Regions from separate parts of the Rattus norvegicus genome. Here regions 2 and 3 are each linked to region 1. Evidence: chromatin contacts called from public Hi-C data. All regions are on one chromosome and are shown on one strand. Each heading gives the region's core, a stretch centred on a gene start, on an enhancer-like site or on the middle of the called end of the contact. The rest is flanking DNA. Distances are from core to core; before and after follow the strand shown. Region 1 holds the start of Fam13a (family with sequence similarity 13, member A). Region 2 has its middle 41 kb from the start of Tigd2. Region 3 holds the start of Herc3 (HECT and RLD domain containing E3 ubiquitin protein ligase 3).

What was found. A called contact is a pair of places that touch in the nucleus more often than the background predicts.
Region 2: a contact with region 1 is called in a Hi-C map of liver, with 16 times the contacts expected there. The contact joins the enhancer-like site here to the promoter of Fam13a in region 1. A contact is called at or near these places in 10 of 12 Hi-C or Micro-C datasets (the A7r5 cell line, the Rat2 cell line, Schwann cells and 5 more) and 1 of 1 datasets of contacts at active chromatin or transcription factors (oligodendrocytes).
Region 3: a Hi-C map of liver shows a contact between it and region 1, with 3 times the contacts expected there. The contact joins the promoter of Herc3 here to the promoter of Fam13a in region 1. A contact is called at or near these places in 1 of 12 Hi-C or Micro-C datasets (liver) and 1 of 1 datasets of contacts at active chromatin or transcription factors (oligodendrocytes).

What each region holds. Positions count from the first base shown.
Region 1 is chr4:89,483,976-89,489,001 of GRCr8, forward strand. Fam13a (family with sequence similarity 13, member A) reads right to left here and starts at 1,929. Exons shown (of 18, transcript NM_001100862.1): 1 at 1,746-1,929. The coding sequence starts at 1,774.
Region 2 is chr4:89,701,486-89,706,511 of GRCr8, forward strand. It overlaps the pseudogene Acbd5-ps1. Among named protein-coding and RNA genes, the nearest start is that of Tigd2, 41 kb to the right of the region's middle. Within about 2 kb of position 2,191, at least 2 of the 93 cell types and tissues checked have an H3K27ac peak or open chromatin away from gene starts, as enhancers often do.
Region 3 is chr4:89,279,840-89,284,865 of GRCr8, forward strand. It overlaps Herc3 (HECT and RLD domain containing E3 ubiquitin protein ligase 3), which reads left to right and starts at 2,606. Exons shown (of 26, transcript NM_001108631.1): 1 at 2,606-3,030; 2 at 3,494-3,634. LOC120102287 (a long non-coding RNA gene) reads left to right here. Exons shown (of 5, transcript XR_005503614.1): 5 at 2,048-2,442.

The DNA of each region.
Region 1 (5,026 bases), core at 679-3,178:
TCTATAAACTCTCTTCTTTGGGTAGATTGAGGATGGGATCCTCAGCAATGGGTTTCATTTCTGTAACAAACATAGAGAACAGCATTGGCCCGAGAGCTGACGAAACACTGCAGGAGCATGAGGGAGTTGGCATAAATACTTAGGCTCACAAGGGACCTCTGTGCAGGAAGCCTCATCATACACCTGGCCACTGTTTTCTGGAAGTTTATAATCAAAAGCAGAAATAAGCTCCCAGTGAAGATCGCCAGGGAATCAATCACTCCCTCCCCTCGAGCTTGGGGGGTGGACATTGAGTGCACGAAAGATCAGGGAGACAAAAGTCATGACTCAGCATTCTTGAATGCACATTGAGATATTCGTAGGTTCACTACAGCAACCGACAATGTACAATCATTTTCAGGAAGTCACATGGTCGTTTTTGCTCTGTATTAGCAGGTTTTCTATAATCAGGCAGCTACAACGGGGCTTGGTAATGGCCAACACTTTTTATCTAAAGCACAACCTGCTTAGAACTCTTCAGGACTGACATTGTAAGGATGTAAGTTCCCGACCTTAAAATCAGATATTAAAACTCCAGAAAGCGCACATTAGTTTTGTGGGTGACTTTTTCACCAAATCAATATAGAATTATGGATTCCTCTACAGAGCACTTCCTTCCCCACTGAAGTATCAATTTTCTGATCGGGTACTCTGAACACCTTATCACATTCCTATTTCAGTGGACAGGACAGGACAGCAAAATCAAAGTCTGCAGGAGCCCCTTTATCATAAGTAATACATTTTTTCATCATAGTTCTGTCGTTAAAACACAAACAATATCCGTGGGATTATTTTTTAAGTAAATCTATCTTACCTAAGTTTTTTCAATAAATCGTCATTACTGCCTGATTTTTTTAAAAATACCATTTTCCATAGAAAAATGTAAATGAAACATATATGTGAAGTCAGATGTCACTGTAATTGCAGCTCAAATGTGACCATATGATTAGCCAAAGTAAGTTTTTAAACTATGAACTGTGACCTTGGGTGGCTCAGACTTTTTGTGGGGACAGGACACAGTCATTTCTGTACTGGCTTTAACACACCAGGACACAGCACTCCTATCTACTTCACCAGTAGTGTGCTTCCAAACAGCCCGGGCTATTTACAGTTACCCTTCTTTATTTGATAGGACTCAGGGACCCCTTCATCACAGTCCCCAGCAGCAATGCCAGAACCCAGTGCTCAATCACTCTTACACAGCATTTGGGGGGGGGGTGTCTTTGCTTTTGTTGTTTTGTTTTTTGTTATTTTCCCCAAGCGTCATTTGGGTCACGAATCTACCTAGAATTATTCAAGGAAAAACCATTGTCCTTAACCTTTATTCCGTTTTCTACAATGCACTTGAAGAGACAAAGTCCTTGCCTAGAGAGCAGATAATCAGATCCATCTCCTGAGCCCTCTGAAGTGCTCTAACAGCCTGGAGACCCGGGAAGCCCATTCAGTTTGCTTTGCTTCGGGTAGCAGAGGTATTGTCTTAAATACACTTCCATTAAAAGAAAACATAACTGAACCCAACAATCACGAGCAACTGCACAAAAGTGTCAGTGAAAGAGAAGTGCACTATTTAAATGTTTCCATCTGGTCTGAGGAAAAAGCACAGCGCAGAACGTTCTGCAAGGTTTGCAGCCTGTTACTAATGATGCCGAGCACTGGCCAAGTACGCTGCCCAGAAAATACCAAACAGCATAAGCGGAGAACACTACCTTCGCAGCGGCATGATTTCACAAGCCATCCTCGTGTGTGAATCTGCACGGGATCCTCGAGTGTCTTCCAGGCAAGCCCTGTGTGCAGGGCCCGCGGAACACACAACCTGATGAAGCTGACACTGCCTCTCCACCTCCAGCTGCAGGCAAGGATATTTATCGGCTGCCTCCACATTTACACTGCAGTCCACTTTGACCTTTTGTTCCAGCGAAGCAGCTGAAACCCAGAGCCAATCAGAGGAGGAGCAGTGGAGTGTGAAAGGCTGCTCCTCCCCCTGATCCTCCTCCTGCTTCTCCCGCTCCTCCTTCTGTCCCCACCCCACTTCGCTCTGCTCGCTGCTTAGTGGGCTTGGCAAGCCCCAGCAACCTGAAACTTTCCTCTGAGAGGTTCCAGACAAGTCTGTCAGTCTGTGAAGAGTAACCAATAACTGCAGGGGAGCCCAGTCCTGCAGGGCTCAAAGTGCAAGAAAGCCAGCAAGGAAATGCATTGTCAAGGACAGACAGCGTTCCTTAAGGTCCTGTTTTTGAGGCCCAAGGGAAGAGTTGGACTGCACTTTGTTTTCCTAAAATAAATAGACAAATAAAAACTACTCAAACAGTAACCAGAGAAGGCTTTTCCAGCCTTTTCCAGATGAAAGAATACCTGGACCCTTGCCCTACCCACATTTTCTTCCCCAGATACTTATTTACACTAGGCTGTGAGCAGTTCCTGGTGACATCACTCACGGGAAGGAGGACACCGTGCCCTAAGAAGGTTCAGGTTCTCAGGAGATCAAAATGTCTACTAGCATGGTTCTTCCGTTTGTTGTTGTTGTTTTTTTATTTCATTAATATGAAGTGAATGTAGCTATTTGCATATTATTTTTTTCTACCCAAAATATCAACTGTACTTGGAAGAGACTTGTTTCTTATTATATATTCTTCTATTTTACAAAACCACTTTTCCAAGAAGGGTTCTAAGTGGTCGTTGGTTATTTTTTATAATTTTGTATTTCACACCTATGTATGTGTATGTATGTATATATGTTTGCCTGCATATGCACATGTGTACCACAAGTGTGACTATTGTCAGAGGGGGCCAAAAGGGGGCATAGAATCCTTTGGAATTAGAGTTACAAATGGCTAAGTGGCCATGCTGGGAACCAAACCTGGGTCCTTTGGAAGATCAGCCAGTACTCCAGCCCCTATTATTTCTTTAGGAATACTATTTCTAGGAAAGTATGAAATCATAGATTCATAAGTATGAATTCATAGATACAAAGCAAAAAACACATTATATATAGTTTATTTCACATTATGCAAATTTAACGAGTTCTAACACAGTCACAATCATTATTTTTAGCAGCAGAAAGAACAGAGACCCAGTCAATGACATTCAAAAACTATGCCAGCTTAAAGACTTTCCTGTAGTTTTTCTCAGCTTGCTATTTTTTTAACAGATTACTCAGGAAGCTGAAATTGTCACTATATTCCCTTTTGATAGTATATTTGTACTTTTTTGCATTTAAATTATTACTTCTATTTCTAGAACCAACCTCATTATCAACATCATCATATTTTTGAGCAGTCTTGATGTCTCAGTTATTTTTCCTTTGCTGTGAAGGGACATTGTGATCAGGGCAACTTTTAAACGAAAGTATTTAATTGGGAGCTTGCTTCCCATGTCAGAATTTAGTCCATGACTATCACAGTAGGTAGCATGACAATTGAGAGAGAGAGAGAGAGAGAGAGAGAGAGAGAGAGAGAGAGAGAGAGAGAAGCTAGTGTGGGCTTTTCAAACATCAAAACCTATTCTCAATGACACAACTTCTCCAACAAGGCGACATCTCCCATCTTTTACAAATAATTACACCAACAGGGAAGCAAGCATTCAAATGTGTGACATATGGTAGCCATTCTCATTCAGACTACCACATCTTTTTTTGTCGTGGATCATGGGTGGTTAGGGTGCAGAAGGACACATCACAGTTGTTAAAAGCACTCTTCTGGAAAGTGTTTACAGCCGGTAAAAACATAATTTTTATATTTGGCCTTGGCATTTAAGAGTATAGTCTCCTTTTTTCTCAGCTTTAGATTAGGCACTGTAATGTTGAACTGAGCCAAGGTCATATCTATATCTGGGTAGTCTTTTCTTTTTTTATTAAGAAGACTCATTAATGAGAAACAGTTCTCCAAATAACATCTCATATGATTAAAGTATAATGTCTGAGGATTGTTAAAGAAACATGCTCATCATTTTCATCCTGGTTATACTTTCTTGCTTCATGTTGAAGATCAGGTAGGTGGGTTAAATTAACCATATTCTTTTTAATGTCAAGGCCAGTTTAACATCTGGTCCTTATGTGTTTATTGGACTTGGGAGGAAACCCTGGTTCCTCTTGTCTTTCTTTTGACAGCTAGTCTACTTATGAGATGATAAGTCAAAGGCCTTGTTTGACCATTGTTTCATTTGGAAATGTGAAGCAAATATTTTGTCTTTGCTGACTCTCTTTTTTGTAGACACTGTAAGAGTTCACGTAGTGGTATTTCCATGGCCTCCCTGAACAAAAGAACAGGTGGCTCGCCATAGTCTTTTGAGAGATGCTCCACAGATGACTGGAACTGTGGTGAGCTTGGAAGGTAAGGGGGGGGAGTATTCTCTCTTTAATTACTTTGACCACATCAGTGTAAGACACAAAGTATGGGTATCGAACACTGGTTAGTTACACCGGTCTGCTATTTTTATTACTGTGCAATATTTAGATAAAACTTGAACTGAAATCAAGTACTTTAAGTAAACCTTGATTAGACATACATTAAGTCAGTATCCTATCTCTCTTGTCTTTCACATACCCTAAATAACTTATTTAGACACACATAACTTATTTAAACTTTCTAGCTTTTTTCCATTTTAAAAAAAATTATCAGGGTTGGGGATTTAGCTCAGTGGTAGAGCGCTTGCCTAGCAAGTGCAAGGCCCTGGGTTCGGTCCTCAGCTCCAAAAAAAAAGGGAACAAGAATACCCTTGGCAGGGAATAGAGAGATTAAAACAGACACAGAAGGAACACCCATTCAGAGCCTGCCCCACATGTGGCCCATACATATACAGCCACCCAATTAGACAAGATGGATGAAGCAAAGAAGTGCAGGCCGACAGGAACCAGATGTAGATCGCTCCTGAGAGACACAGCTAGAATACAGCAAATACAGGGGCGAATGCCAGCAGCAAACCACTGAACTGAGAATAGGACCCCCGTTGAAGGAATCAGACAAGAACTGGAAGAGCTTGAAGGGGCTCGAGA
Region 2 (5,026 bases), core at 941-3,440, 220 kb after region 1:
AGCAATACGATAGAAGAGTTGTTAATATATATGCTCATGAAACACAGCTACCCAAATACATTAAGTCAAATATTATTATAGCTAAAAGGAAAGGGAATACAATAAAATAGGAAGCTACCTCTCATCAGAACATACAGTATTTTTCAGAATAGATTCATTTTAGGCCACAACTCAAGTCTCAATGAATGGAAATAGGGGGAAATGATACAAGTATAAAAGAATGGATAGTATACAAATGGAAGAAAATTGCAAGTAAGCAACTGAAAAAAACTAATAGATGAAGGAAAACATTTTTAGGAACTCATACAAATAACAATAAAACGTCAAAGTCTGTGGGTTATTTATAGCAAATATGATCCATGAAGGAAGTTTGTACTAATACATCCATATGCCCCAAACAAGCTAACAGGCAACTCTTTCTCCCAAATAAAATATCCAGAAAGAACGCCAAGACACAGGAAATGCCAACTGACAAATGGGAAACCACAAAACTAAAAGCTCCTTTACAACAAAGGGCACCATCACTTATGTTAGAGGCAGCCTACAGAAAAGGACAAATCTTTACCATTTATATAGCTGACAAATGGTTTTTATCTATAATATACAGAGAACTACAAAAAATAAAATCAATAAAAAACCAAATTAAAAATTGGGGCAACAATTTTTAATTTTTGGGGCAACAAAGAGCTCACAAAAGAAGAAATACAAATGACTGAGATATATTTCTTTTTTATGTTCAATATGTTAGGTATTGGTGAGACACAAATTAAAACTTCTTTAAGATTTCATCTCACTTAGCCAGAGTGAAAAAAAAACCAACAAGAAACAACCAATGCTGGTATGCATGTGGGGAAGGAGAAATGGGTATTTACACATCATTTGTGGAAATAAAAACTGTTGCAGCCACCATGGAAGTCAGTATGGAGGTTCCTTTAAAAGCTACAAATTGCTCTACAATATAGGCCAGCTATAATACCCAAAGGACACTTTAATACTATAAAAATAATTGCTCATCCAAATTCATTGTTGTTCTATTTGCAACTGCCAGGAAACAGGAACAGCCTAGATATCCATTAACTGATGAATGGATTGTTGAAGTTAGGCTGTGGTTCTTCCTCCCAGCCCCATGCTCCAAGAAATAAGACTCAGTCTCAAAATATATTTACAAATATCTTGGCCATATAGCTAGGCTCTTCTTTCACTAGACATAACGAAAAATAGTCCATTTATTCTAGCCTGTATTCTGCCATATGGCAGGTTGTCGTGTGCCTATCTCATCCCATCTTTCCTGGCTGGCTCTATCCAAAAATCTTTTCTCTCTTCCAGATATACCACCTCTACCTCCTGCCTAAGCCATAGACCACAGGCTTTTTAATTGATGACGACGCATCCATGCAAAAAGCAAGATATTCTCTCTGTAATGGATAATGAAAATGTGGTATGTGCATATAATGGAATATTCAATAGTAAAGAAAATTGAAGTTAGCAGATACATGGTTGGAGCTGGATGTAATTATTCTGATTGGCCCAGGCTCACAGCCAAATGCTGGCTGGGTATTCTATCTCATTTGTGGGCTTTTAGCTCTGAATCCTTAGGGATGTATGCTTACACTGTATTAGCCATAGAAAGCAGGAAAGTTGCAAGTATGGATGGAATGGGGGTTTCAAGGGAAGTACGAAAGAACCCAGGAAAAGAGGGGAATAATGGGGTGGGATAATTAACTTGGAATACATTTTTAAAAGCCTATTTCCTAATATAGAAACATATACAAAAAGTATCTAAGTGGAGTTATCTTTTATCAGGGAAGAAAGTGCATGGCCCAGAAGCTACAGATCATCAAATAAAAAGCCTGGTCTCATATATCGTTTTTCTCTTTTGAAGTTGTCAGTCAGTGGGGTTCCATAGTCCCCAAATTACTGACATTTTTCTTGGTGTTCTCTCTAGAACCTGGTTGTAAGGCACCGTTACTAAAGATACCATAGACTTGAGTCATAGCATATGTAGAGACCAAACTGGTACTGACCTGGAAGCTTCATTTCTCCTGGCTAGCTTTCATGGTACAGGGAGGTGTTATGAAAGCTACTGGAGAAGAAAAATAAATCAGCAATCAGTCTTACTCAGCTATAAAGTGTGAATTACAGTAATGACCAGTCTGGCAGGAGAGGCCCACTTGTGCAATTTGGTACAAAGGTTAAGGTAACAACCAACCACTTTCTGATTGGGTTTAAGGACATTCCATAAGACTGAACTCATGACTAGCACTGTTACTGAGGCCAAGACTCTGGGAGCTAAATAGGTTATAGGCACTATGGGAGAACCTAGCACTCTTATTCTGCTAAGTCACAAAACATCTCAACTGATTCCTAATGAGGTTATCACCCTACCATAAATAACTACATAAATAGCTACACTTTTTAACTTTCAGTAGAGAAGCTTCTTTTTCGCAGAAGGTGGTGATTAACAGACACCTACAACTCAACAATGTTGCACAGACTATGCCTGAGTGCTCAGCTCTAAATGGAGTAGCTATATCATAAGACTCTTTTCCAGCCTCATAGATATCGTGGAAGAAGGGAAGGAAAGATTGTAAGAGATACAGGTAGTGAGCAATTACAGTGAGACAGTGTCTCTAGGCATGGCAAGGTTGTTGCACACAGTAGCACATTGCAACTATCACCTCACTGACAAAAGCTTCACAGGATCTATAACCATAATCCAGGAATATACGGGGAAGGAAGGAGGTCATGGTGTCCTACCCCCAGCTGAGGAGCTACCAGCACATGATGGCTGTTGGGAAAGGGAGAGTTATTTCCTTTATGGATGCAACCTCTGAGCGACTACCTATGCTCCAGCATACAGCCTGTAACCATGTACATACTGACAGCACTAAGTGGACTCAGTAAGTCTCATATAAAACAGACACAGACATACATTACATTTGTGTACACATGGGAGGTTTAACATGCTCAAAGTACTTTTTTTTTTTCGGAGCTTCAAAGTACTTTTTATGCACATATGTAGTACACGCCACTGAAGGCTAGATCTACTGCCTGAATTCCAGTAATAAAACATAGCAAATGTGATGTGATCTCACTCTGAGAATCAGATGTAATCCACCCAGTTTCTTATTTCACCCTCCTCCTCCTCCCCATCCTCCTCCTCCCCATCCTCCTCCTCATCCTCCTCCTCATCCTCCTCCTCCTCATCCTCCTCCTTCTCCTCCTCCTCCTCTCCCCTTTTTTCTGCATTTCCCCTCTCTCGGCAGCTGTTATTTCTTTTGCGACCAACAATCCATAACTGAGACCCTTGCTTTAACAGCCGACAAGTTACTGAACCTTCCCAACAGCCATCTTACATGAGTGTAGAGGGGAACTTTTCCTTCAAGTCTTGATATGGCTGCAGCCTAGGCTGACAGTGTCACCGAAGCCTTATAAGGGACCCTAAGTCAGAAGACACAGCTAAATTCTGTCCAATTTCTCATCTACAGAAACTGTCCTGCATCACAGCACATGTTGCTGTTTTGATCTGTTTAAATGGGATTTTTAGATTTCAACATAGTCACCCAAACTCTGTGTTATTTTCTCGACTAATGTTCACCTAACTTCCAAAAGGTTCAAACACCAAGCCTCGAGCACACATAAAAAGGAGTACCCTATCCTGAGCAAAGCCCAAACCCCACCAGTCTGGACCTCTGTGTCCGCGCCAGTGTTTACTTGGCTCCGCAGGCCATTTCTGCTTTACAGTTCTGGTACAGCAAATGCCCTTTGCTTCTGCTTTTTACATTTTTCTAGCTCTGACCTTAGATCTTTTCCCTTCCAACAAAATTATTTTTAACTCTCCCTAAAATAGACCAGGTCCAGCAGTTCCAAAATGACTACCCAGTTTCAAGGACTGTCTGCGATCCTCAAGGCTCCTGATCCCACTGGACCACTGGAGTGGAACGGACAAAGTCCACACGGAAGTCATCAAAGTTACTACCTTTTTTCTGCCTCTGTCCTTTTTATGTGCACTGCACCCCTTCTTTGGGAGCAGACCACTCAGACCAACTCCCATGATCTAGTGATTTTCAACAGGGAAAATCCCTCTTCCAAGTGGATATATTACATTCATATATCCTAGTGAGCTGTATTGTTAAAAACTGCAAAGGACACCACCAAATTAAATAATCTTTAATTTTTCCTATTTAACAGTTTTAAGAAGTTATGATGACAACAGAAATGTGACAAAGGACATAGGTAGCTGCATGAAGCAAGGTTACTCCTAGGAAATTTTAGGTCTCCTATACTGGATTTTAGGGGACATGGCTTAGTCATCGTAAAACTGAAATTTATCAGTGTTTTAGAAATGAAAAAGACACATCTGTCAAAACCTGTGCCATTGACAAAATTTTTAATGAAATATTTATAATGATATGAATGCATCTTTGTAACTAAGTGCACCAGAAGTCAGGATTTGTATTTTATCCCACTTTGGCTCAGGAAGTCTTACCACAATACATAAGCACATTCTGCCACCTCGTGGTAAATAATGAATCCTACATCGTGTAAGATAAATTGTAGAGCTGTATTTTGTGCTGAAGAGTAGGACCAACACCATAAACATTACAGGAAAGATGGCTTTAAAATCTATAGTGATAGCATGTTCTGTGGCATATGTATTTTTAATTAATTAATGTATTTACTTAGTTTTATGTTCATCAGTGTTTTGCCTGTGTAGATGTCTGTGTGAGATGTTGGATCCTCTGGAACTGGATTTACAAATAGTTGGAAGCTGTCAGCACCTGCTGGGTCTTCTAAAGAGTAGCCAGTGCCCTTACCCACTGAGCCATCTTTCCAACCCTCAACATATGTATTTTAAAAGAAGAAAATTAAAAAGTCTTTTTTAAAGCCTTGATATAGGCCTTGGTAAGCCGTTTTGTCCTTAAAATTTTAAGAATTTTGTTTCATGTCTTGTTGCTAAATTTTCTGTGGAGTAATAAAGTATAACCAAATGCCTCTCTGTGATTACATTACCGGAGAAGCAATT
Region 3 (5,026 bases), core at 1,356-3,855, 200 kb before region 1:
CAAATCAGTCAATAAATTTTGACCTGAGATCAGAACAATCTCTTATCATTTCAGAAACCACTTTAAACATACATCAGTTATTTTATACTATGCATATGTGTGTGTGTGGTGTGCATGTGTGTGTAAATAATAGTACAAAATGGCTGAAATACAAAATCAAATAGCTTTCTCGGCATTAATGCTTATAGAATCAAACTAATTCTGAAACACATTGACATTGATCTCTGTCCTGGAGTAAGGTTTAATTCCTCATGTAAAATAAATGAGCAATCAATCTAACTAGCATATTAATTTCTGTCCTCTTTAATAAATGGTGACACTGTATAACAAAGAATCATCTTAAAGTTAAATTTCTTATGAGTTCAATGTCTATTTTATATGTGCATATGTAAACATTTGGGGGGGGGGGAAGAGAGATTACAAGTGGAGAAAGTTTAGGGAACTTTGTCTTAGATAACCTTAGTTACCCCAAAACAGATGCTACTTCCCCATCTTTTTGGTCTCAGAGGTGTTTGTTTTCACTGAAGGTCCACATGAAGCCAATATCCCTGCCATATCCTCAGGATACACCAGGGCACTGGCATAGCCTCAGGATACACCAGGGCACTGGCATAGCCTCAGGATACACCAGGGCACTGGCATAGCCTCAGGATACACCAGGGCACTGGCATAGCCTCAGGATACACCAGGGCACTGGCATAGCCTCAGGATACACCAGGGCACTGGCATAGCCTCAGGATACACCAGGGCACTGGCATAGCCTCAGGATACACCAGGGCACTGGCATAGCCTCAGGATACACCAGGGCACTGGCATAGCCTCAGGATACACCAGGGCACTGGCATAGCCTCAGGATACACCAGGGCACTGGCATAGCCTCAGGATACACCAGGGCACTGGCATAGCCTCAGGATACACCAGGGCACTGGCATATCCTCAGGGTACATCAGGGCACTGGCATAGCCTCAGGATACACCAGGGCACTGGCATATCCTCAGGATACACCAGGGCACTGGCATAGCCTCAGGATACACCAGGGCACTGGCATATCCTCAGGGTACACCAGGGCACTGGCATAGCCTCAGGATACACCAGGGCACTGGCATATCCTCAGGGTACATCAGGGCACTGGCATATCCTCAGGGTACATCAGGGCACTGGCATAGCCTCAGGATACACCAGGGCACTGGCATATCCTCAGGGTACATCAGGGCACTGGCATATCCTCAGGGTACATCAGGGCACTGGCATAGCCTCAGGATACACCAGGGCACTGGCATAGCCTCAGGATACACCAGGGCAAGGCCATATCCTCAGGATACACCAGGGCACTGGCATAGCCTCAGGATACACCAGGGCAAGGCCATATCCTCAGGATCTAGTCAGTCCTTGAGACTTTTTTCCTGTTGGTTAATATGTCAGGTTTTCAGAGTAGGCACCTGAAGACCTAATGAGATATGAATTATTCTGGAAATGTCAGATTATAAAACTTCTTCTACTTACAGTCAATTTCCTTTTAAAATTTAATTAAAATAAAATTATATCACTACCCTTCCTCAAACTTCTCTCATGTGCTCCCCTTCAAATTCATGGCCTCTTTGTTATTGCTACATTTGTATGACTAAGTCAGGATGTACTGAGGAGTCCCTTTAAGAGTTGCTTGTTTGTATATGTTCTTAAAATCGTATATGTTGACAGGGGCTCATGCCTTCATTTTAAATTAGTTTTTGGAGAATTTTGTACATCTTTTTTTGGGTTAAAGCTCCCATGTTCAGCGTTTCAAATTTAAGGCAGACAGATACATAAGTTCACTGTTACCATATAGTTTTCTTGAAGATTATTTGAAGATGAAAGGAACACTAGCTGGAAGCATTTGTGGCCTTGGGAGAAGAAGAATGCTTGCATATCCTCTTAGAGGCCTGGTTAATCGAAGCTGATACTTCTATATACCCATCCTCCCTTCCCCCACTCCCATTGGAGTTTTAGATCAAAGACAGTGCTTTATGATTTTAGAATTGGTGATTCTCATGCTTTCTGTTTTCTGCAGTGTGCTCTCCTCTAGTTCACCCTTACTCTGCACCACTGCGGACCCGCAGTACTTGGCCCCCGAGTGACATCGGTTTGGAACTACTCTCTATTCTGGCAGTCACCCTACAGCACACCATGCCAGTTGCCAGTCACAGTCCCCTTTCACCTCTGCATGAATAATAAGAACGAACGAAGGAAGAAGTTAACCAACCAACCAACCCAATCGACTAAAACCCCTACACCACTGGGCATCGCTCCTTTGCATCCTCGCTGGGAAAAAGCAATTTCACTCCAGCAAAGGTTACTCCTCCATTCTCCTGTTCTGGGTCCAGGGTCCTGCCATCTCTTTACTACCTCCCGGGCTGTGGGTCCCGCATCCTAGCCACCGATCCCACCACCTCCGGGTCGTCTCCCCCGCCCTAGGTCCCGCCCCCTCCCAGTTTCCTTCCAGCCCTGAGTACCGCTACCTCCCCGCCCCCTCCCGGTCATCTCCCGGGCCCCTCCCGCCCCGACGTCGCCCCGCCCTCTCCGCACCCGCCGCGCCCCGCCCCGCTGCCGCCGCCACCATTGGCCAGGCGGGAAGTCGTTCTCCTAGCTCGATCTGCGGGAGTGCGGGGGGAAACTTCATTATTACTGTGACGCTGAAGGCCGGGGAGGCCCGAGCTGCCTGAGGGCTGCAGCCGCCGGGTCGGCGCTGCGGACCCGGGTGCGGGTGCAGGCGGGGCGACGATCTCAGGGCACCGAGCCCGCCGCACTCGCGGGGGAGGGAGGGGGCTGGGCTGTCCGCAGCTCCCTGTCGCGGAGGCGCCTACCGGCTCTGCTCGGCCGCCGGCAGCGGGTGACCTCCCTGCGTGAAGAGCATCGCGGCGCGGCGGCAGGGGAATTCGCGTTGCGGCTGGCCGCGGGCTCCTCCCACCCAGCTGGCGGGCGGGGCTCGGGGATCCGGTGTCTGGTGCAGACGCTGCTGCGGCCGAGCGAGCCGACGGCTGGACCTTGGAGCAGGTGTGTGAACCAAAGGGCTGAACCTGGGGAGACTCGCTCCGGCTACTGCGGGATGCGTGTGCAGTTCGGGGCCCTAGGGGAGGAATGCTTGAACTTTGCTCATCCTGGCTGTTTTCCTTTAGAGTTCACACCTGCCCCATTAAGAAGTGCCTTAAATTTTACCTAAGGCGTCTAGGATTTTGCTGGGATTTGTCTCATCCGGGGTGCTCTGGGGGAGGACGATTCAAGTGATATCTTCCATTTTTATGTGCCTTCTGGCTCTTTCCACAAATAGGAAGCTATTTCTAGAACCTTTCACTTGATAATTTGATAAAGTGAACTGACTTTTAGTTTTAGATTGGAAAGACAGGAAAGCGAAGTAAAAAGGATTAGATTTTAAGATGCAGCCAGAGCAATGTGGTACTTTCAGAGGCAAATTACAGTGCAGCCCTTTTTTGTATTCCTTTCCTCGGATATAAATCAGAAAAACAAAATCGGTGGCTTACACACTCCAGTTTTGACCCCATCTGAGAAGTTAGACTGCAGGAATCAAATTAGATGCAAAACACCTTTGTCATGAAAAAAATAGAAGCCTGGTTCACTGGTAGCCACTTGGACTTGTTCAGTAAATAGTGGGCATTCATCGTGTTAAAAAAAAAAAGAAGCAGGAGTCCAAAAATGTCCAAACTGTTGGAGAAGTCGTTGGGTATTGCATTTCATGTTGCGGGACAAACTTGAATCTCTTAAGATCTGTATACCACTTAAATACGGCTGTGTAAGTAATGAAAGTCGCGCCTCTGCTGGAGACAAACGGCTTTGCACTAGTTTCAGAAATAAAAGCGATAGTCTAATTGAAAGGGATTCTCTTACGAAGGTGGAAATGTCTGAAACTCATTCAGGACCACGGACTATATTAATGGCTCATACCAACATAGCTGCTCGGTGGGGGATCTTATCACATCTTAATGCTCCCCCTTTGTTTTATTTGGGTGACTGGAGGTGCCTGTCAGTGACTTCTTGTATTGCACGGAGAGGATATGGTAACAGGGAGAAACGAAAGTAGAAGTTGTGGTCAGGTGGCTAGCTTGCTGTGAAAGATGCCTGGAGAAATAAACAGGAAAATCGCATTATTTTTCAATAGTTTCTGTCCAATCTATGTAAAAGATGTGAGAGTAGTGAAAATTTACTGCCCCTATTAAGTGGCAAGAATTTTATAAGTTACTCACTTGGCTCTGGTCACATGAAGGATGACTAACGTGATCAAGGTTGGATTGAGGTTAGCCTAACCTACCCCTGGTCCTGATATACACTGAAAAACATTCCCTCTTTAATAGCTAAACATAGTCTTAGTTTCAGAAGTTTACTCATACCTTTCTTTTGGAGGTGGAGTCATACTATATAGTATAAACTAGCTTCTAAGTTACTATAGCCCAAGTGTACATAGAACTCTCAGTAATCCTCCTGCTTCAGCCTTATAAACCCTGGGATTACAGGTGTGCACCATCACCTTATGTATTTTTAAGCACTTAGGAGAACCCTGTTCTGAAGTTATTTCTTTAATGTGCATCTCTTTAACGTGGTGGGACAGTCCTGGCTTCTAGTCCAAATGCCTAGTGTCTGATTAGGGGTGAGCTAACTTAAGGTCTCCAAGCCTTAGTCCCAGCCTCCCACCCCACCCCCAGTCTTGTAAATGGTGATAATATCTAATGCCCAGAGCTGAAAAGAGGATTAAACAAAGTTAACATAAAGGCCCAAACGGATATAGCTGCTTGGTAAGGGATCCTAACACATCTTCATGCATTCCCTTTGCTTTGAGGTAGTGCAGAGAAAAAGGTAAGTTCAGAAAGTGGGGGGCCTAATTGTTGGGCTCTTCTTCAACAGCTTCTCTGTCCTCTCTTCCCTTCGTCCCCCCCCCCCCTTCATTCTAAGACTGGATTTTATATAGCCGAGGCCAGCCTTGAACTCATGGTTGATGCTCCTGCCTTCGCCCTCTTAAGTGTCGTCTTTCTCTGTAGCC